Linked DNA regions of Hordeum vulgare: region 2 is linked to region 1. Evidence: chromatin contacts called from public Hi-C data. All regions are on one chromosome and are shown on one strand. Each heading gives the region's core, a stretch centred on a gene start, on an enhancer-like site or on the middle of the called end of the contact. The rest is flanking DNA. Distances are from core to core; before and after follow the strand shown. Region 1 has its middle 10 kb from the start of LOC123445163. Region 2 holds the start of LOC123400688.

Region 1 (3,191 bases), core at 264-2,763:
GTCCAAACATTTCTTAAAATAGAAAACAGAAACATTTTAAAATTATAAACATTATTTAAAGGCAAGAATAGTTTCTGGTATTCAAAAGAATATTTCAAGATTTTGAACATGTGCCTGTTAGGCCGACCCAAGCATTTGCGGATTTTGAGAAAGTCCATCTTTTTTTCGTAAACTTTTGTACAAACTAACCTACCTGGTAGTCAACTTTTTCTCAAATTTGTGAATCATTTTAGAACAAAATTCTACCTATTTAGAAAATTTGCAAATTTTGTAAACAAATTGTAAAAAAAATGAGGGATTTTAAAAAAGTTCAAAAAAAGTTGCAAGAAAAGTTCAACTAACTGAAAAGCATTCAAAAAAAAAGAGAGGGATGACAGCACAAAATACGACGAAAGTCCAATTCTATTACTCTTCGCGACAAACTCTGGCTCATTAGCACAGAGGCAAGCAACCTAACAAACAAGATGGTCAGCCCAATTATGAGATAAACGCATATGCTACAGTATCTGGTTTGTCATGAATCTGTTTTCACTTCTTTTTGGTTTCTTATGCGAAAAATGCTTGTGTTTTAAAAATTGTTCCAGGATTTAAAAGTTGTATATATTTCCCAAAATTGATAAAGAAAATAAAAATGTTCATTAAAAAAAGAGTTAGATACAGTGCCCGCTAGTTTTAAAAAAGCATTCATGTTTTTAAAAAATGTTTGAGTTTTTGTTAAATGTTCAAAAATATTTGATGTTTTATATAAATGTTTGCTACATTACCTCCTATTCTTGAAAATTTGTTTGTTTTTTATAGAACGTCCGCATTCAAAAAAAATTAAAATTTGAAAAAAAGTTTGAGATTTCTAAAATTCAAAACTTTTGCAAAATATTCATGTTGTAAAAAATATTCACTTTTTCAGAAATAATGATACAATTTTATTTTCAGGATCTGGCGCCATTAATGGCCTTTCTAATACGTTGTGCTGAGTAACTAAGCACAAGTGCCTATTAGTCCTAGTGGCTATCAGCCATGTCCTTGTAGTTGGAGGTCTTGTGTTTGAATCCTTCCGCTTTATCTTTTAGTACTAGACAAACGGATCGTACATGCATCCGTCAATGGGCTGGTCCATCGTGGCGTATACGAATGGTGTGTGCGACGTATTTTCTAAAATAACTATTCTACCCTTTATCGTGAAGGGGTTCGGATAAATCTCATCCATTGATGTGTCGTGTGTGCGACGTATTTTCTAAAATAACTATTCTACCCTTTATCGTGAAGGGGTTCGGATAAATCTCATCCATTGATGTGTCGTGTGTGCGACGTATTTTTTAAAATGATCATTCTATCCTTTATTGTGAAGGGGTATGGATAGATCTCATCTATTGATGTGTTTACGTGGATTGTATCGAAGTGGAAGTGATGCTGGGACGGGTTGGGGACATCGGGATCCTGTCGTGGGCGAGTAGACGCGCCACTCTGCCTCCGCCGGTCGCTGTTGGCCCTGCTGCGATGCGGGGATCTGGGCCGGGGCGGCCGCCTAGGGCCAAGGCCTTGCTAGGGGTCCATTCATGCGTACATCCACCAGCAGATGGGCTCAGCCCAAGTACAAAATAAATGATGCAACGTGAAAGACATGTGAAACAGATCAAGAGAGTGGAATTGGGCCAGGCACGTTTGATAATACCGGCCGGAACACCAAAAAATAGGGAGCAAAGCGCTCCTCTGGGAGCTTTCAATGGTCTTTTTCAGCCGTTGTCACATGTCGCGTTTTAGATTTTTTTTTATTTTACTTATTTTATAATTTTCTCGCACGCGTTTTTGCCTTTTTATTTTTTTTGGCTTTTCGGTTTTTTCACACACCTTTCTTAGCCTTTGGACAGAAAAAGTTTATGCAAAAAAATATGCTTTTTTCTTTTCTCGAGAGCCATGGTTTTGATTTCGCGAAAGACACGATTTTACTTTTGTAAGAGACAATCAAAAACAAAAAAAATATTTTTCATGATTTTACTTTCAGAAAAAGTATGGATTTGCTTTCGTAAGAGGCAGTCCATGCCTCTCAAAAACTGAAAAAAAAAGTATTGTTTTTTATATGTTGTATTTCCTTCGTTCCTAAATATAAGTTTTTTTTAAGATTTTACTAGGGACAACATACAGATGTATGTAGACACATTTTAGAGTGTATACTCATTAATTTTGCTCTGTATGTAGTCTTCTAATGGAATTTCTAAAAAGACTTATATTTAAAAATGGAGGAGGGAGTATCACTTAATTGAGACTTGATTGTGTCTCACACTAAGATCTAGCTCCAGGATGACAGCATGTGCGTACACACTTGCACAGTTTACATGCCCGAGGCCCATGGCCACATGCATAACATAGGCCGCGTACAGCAACGTCCAAGTTGAATGGGAAGCGAGGCGGCGTTAGATGGTCAGCTGGCCACAAGGTAGCATTGACTCGTTCAAAGTCCAAAGCGCACATGATCATTCAACCCCAAATTCCAACCCCTTTATCATTCCATTTCCACCACGCGGGCCCAATCAAGGCTGAGCGCTTGCGCTTGCTTTGCTCGTATATAAAGCGAGGGGCAATGCCGGTGGCACGGCAGCAAGCCAACCCAACCCAACCAACTCCCCTGAAGCATATATCGATCTCCTCTCCTTGCGTTGCGTTGCACCGCATTCCAACCTCCACCCGTCACCGCAGTCCATGGCTGCCATGAAAATCATCGCTCTCCTTGCCGCCGTCCTGGGCACGGCGTCGGCGGTGACCCACCGCGTCGGCGAGCCGGGCGGCGCGTGGGACCTCGCCACCGACTACGGCGGCTGGGCGTCGTCTAGGAAGTTCCACCCGGGCGACGAGCTCATCTTCAAGCACGAGCGAGGGGCGCACAACGTGCTCGAGGTCACCAAGCCCGGCTACGACTCCTGCAACGCCACCGGGCCCCATCACCGCCTTGGGATCCGGCTTCTTCACCTACGTCGCCCTTCCCGCCGTCGGCACCCGCTACTTCATCTGCGGCTTTCCTGGCCACTGCACCACCGGCGGCATGAAGCTCAGGGTCGACATCGTGCCGGGCTCCCCCTCGTCGTCGCCCGTCCCGGCCATGCCTCCGCCCTCCTCCGCCGCCGCCTCTCCGAGGGCCACAGTAGGATTTGGCCTTGTCCTCCTGCTGGCGGCCGGCCTCATGGCTTGAAATTCATGTA
Region 2 (3,191 bases), core at 231-2,730, 190 kb before region 1:
TGAAGAACTCACATACTTGTTGCGAAAGTTTTTATTATTAATCGAAACAAAGTGCTAAACGCATACTCCTAGGGGAAGGGTTGGTAGGTGTTAACCATTGCGCGATCCCGACCTCAACACAAAGGATGACAATCAATAGATCAATTATGCTTCGACTTCCTAACATAGCGGTTCACCATACGTGCATGCTACGGGAATCACTAACTTCAACACAAGTATTTCTAGATTCACAACACATTACTAACATAACTCTTAATATTACCGAATCCACATCTCAAAACTAATTGAGAGGAATCAAGACTTCTCTTTCTACTCAATGCACATGAAGATGGAGGTTTTTGTATCCTCTTTGGGTAACTATCACATTTGGGACTACTTTGATAGCATAAGCCAACTACCAAGTCACGCACCGCCGTGCTCTAAATGATATAAGTGAAGCACATAGAGCAAAAGTATCTAGCTCAAAAGATATAAGTGAAGCACTATGAGCATTCTAGCAAAAATCATGATGAGTGCATGTCTCTCTCTCTCAAAAAGGTGTGCAGCAAGGATGATTGTGACACAACAAAAAGAAAAGAATCCTACAATACAAGACACTCCAAGCAAAACACATATCATGTGGTGAATAAAAATAGAGGTCCAAGTAATGTTACCGATGGATTGAAGACGAAAGAAGGGATGCCTTCCCGGGGCATCCCAAGCTTACGCTTTTTGGTGTCCTTGAATTTGGTTTGGGATGCCTTGGGCATCCCCAAGCTTGAGATCTTTCCACTCCTTATCTCTTTATCCATGAGAACATCACCAAAAACTTGAAAAAACTTCACAACACAAAACTTAAACAGAAACTCGTGATAACATTAGCACAAGAAAACAAACTACCACCTCTTTTTGGTAGTGTAGCAAACTTGAATTCTATCTATATTGGTGTTGGGCTACTGTATTCTCACTTTTCCATGGCTAGTACCCCCGATATTAACCATAGTTTCATCAAAACAAGCAACCAACTCAACAAAAACAAAATATGTCAAAAACAGTCCAGTCTGTAGCAATATGTATACTTCGTATACTTGTGGTACCTCAAAACATCTGAACAATTACGACTGCCTGGGCAAAAGGCATATAAACCAGCAGCAAAAAGAATAAACTCAAAAGCTCTTTCTGAATAAAAATGAAAAATCATCTTGTGAGCGAAAAGTTTCTGTCTTTTTCCAGCAGGATCAAACAACCATTACCAAGACTAATCATAAAGGTTTTGCTTGACTCAAACATAAAAAACACAATCACAACAGAATTATGATGGTGTGGACGCAACAAAACAGAAAGAAAAAAATAAATTGATTGGGTTGCCTCCCAACAAGCGCTATTGTTTGATGCCCTTAGATAGGCATTGATAATTCAATGATGCTCACACAAAAGACAAAAATTATAATAACGTGAAACTATAAAAGATTATAGATACGTTGAATACGTATGAGTGCCATGGATCGCATGTCGTCGCGTCCGGCGAGCCCGCAGCCTGCACACGTCGTCGGGCGGGTCCCAGTCGGCGTCCCCGGTGCACACCCGCCACACGCGCTCGGGGTCGCTGGTGGGGCCGGGTCCGCCTCCATCGTTGGCCGCCGTGGGGCGGGGTCAGCCGCCGCAGCAGCCGCCATGAACAGCGCCGCGCGTGTCGCCTCGCGCGCATCATGGGCGGGCCCGGAGTGGAGGACGCCGGCAACGGCAGCGAGGACGAGGAGTACGAGCTCTCCGGCCCCCGCCCCGAGCAGGCGCTGCGTGGCCGCTCACCCGGGCCCCGTCCGCGCCCTGCGTGCCACCCGCACCTCCTTCTACCACCGGGAGTACGCGCTCCAGCGCCTGCTCGCCAGCCTCGCCGCCAAGAACGTCCAGGACCTCATCCTCTTCAACCGCCCGTGGCCGCTCAACCTGCCGCTCCCCAAAGAAATCCTCAGTTGTGCCTCCCTCACCCGCCTGTACATCGGCGTCTGGCACTTCCCGGACATCACCCCCGGCCACCACCCCGTCTTTCCCAACCTCTGCGAGCTCAGCCTTTTCCACTCCATCATCGAGGACAACAAATTCGAAGCCTTGCTCGCGCACTGCCCCAAGCTGAACATCCTCTCCTTTGCCATCGCTTACAACTGCCCTGCACGCCCCCGCATCAAGTCCAGCAGCCTCCGTGTGGTGTCGGAATGGATATGCAGCTCCGATAAAATCATCGTCGAGGATGCCCCCTGCTTGGAGCGCCTGCCCTTCGAAAGCGTTGCCGTTTTTGAGCGGAGGAGGCCCATCAAAATTGTCCATGTGTCCAGGTTGGAGGTGCTCGGTGTCTTGGACCTCCAGCTCCACACACTTGAGATTGGCGGCACCGTCATCAAGGTAACTGTGTCTTGTAACTTTCTTGATCTGCACTTCAATTCGGTACATGACTGCAACCAAATAATGTTCTCATGTTTAATTTGCCTCAATGGCAGGTTCGGATGACTATGAAAGATAGTGTGATGCTACCAAACTTGAAGATACTGGTTGTCAAGGTGCGATTTTCGCATGACAAGGAGGTCAAGATGCTGCACCCTCTGCTCAGATGCTTTCCTCGTCTGGAGACGCTTCACATCATGGTAGTATTCGTATAATATTGATATATGTTCATCCCAACAGATTAATAATATAGGTATCTGTTCTAGCACTTCTAATTGTACTTGGGTGCAAGTTGAGGATTGATATGCTAGACACTGACATTGTTTTTTACTCAATTCCAGTCCATTCGATCCTCGTCACCTGATAGTGGAGATTGTGCTGAGACCTGGAATTACCCGGGCTCTGCCGACTGCCTCTCTCATCTGAAGAAGTTTGTCCTCCACGGATTCCATGGCCTGGACCGTGAGCAGTTGTTTGTCAGTTACATACTGGAGAAGGGGATAAAGACCTTGGGCATCGTTTACGGTGACAATGATGATGTGCTAGTGAAGAGAGGCCTGGTGCCAGGCTCTGTTGGTGAGGGCAATGCGCCATCTGGTGGAAGTAGCAGCTGTGACAGTGATGATGTGGTAATGGAGGCAGACCCTATCTCATGTTCCGTTGGTGGGGGCAATGCGCCATCAGGTGTAAACAGTGGTAGTGGTATAAGAAGTTGTCTTCTACTTGATTCCCATTTTAATAACTTTGGTGTCTTGATGTGGTGCCATGTGTAT

What was found. Hi-C and Micro-C count contacts between places; a contact is called where the count stands out from the background.
Region 2: a Hi-C map of seedling shows a contact between it and region 1, with 2.4 times the contacts expected there. The contact joins the promoter of LOC123400688 here to the enhancer-like site in region 1. A contact is called at or near these places in 2 of 6 Hi-C or Micro-C datasets (leaf and seedling).

Annotation. Positions count from the first base shown.
Region 1 is chr1H:459,180,368-459,183,558 of MorexV3_pseudomolecules_assembly, reverse strand. It overlaps the pseudogene LOC123414669. Among protein-coding and RNA genes, the nearest start is that of LOC123445163, 10 kb to the right of the region's middle. Within about 2 kb of position 1,513, at least 3 of the 3 cell types and tissues checked have open chromatin away from gene starts, as enhancers often do. A contact at or near this core is called in leaf and seedling, where this site is marked.
Region 2 is chr1H:459,375,318-459,378,508 of MorexV3_pseudomolecules_assembly, reverse strand. LOC123400688 reads left to right here and starts at 1,480. Exons shown (of 8, transcript XM_045094662.1): 1 at 1,480-2,379; 2 at 2,475-2,618; 3 at 2,760-3,120. The coding sequence starts at 1,480.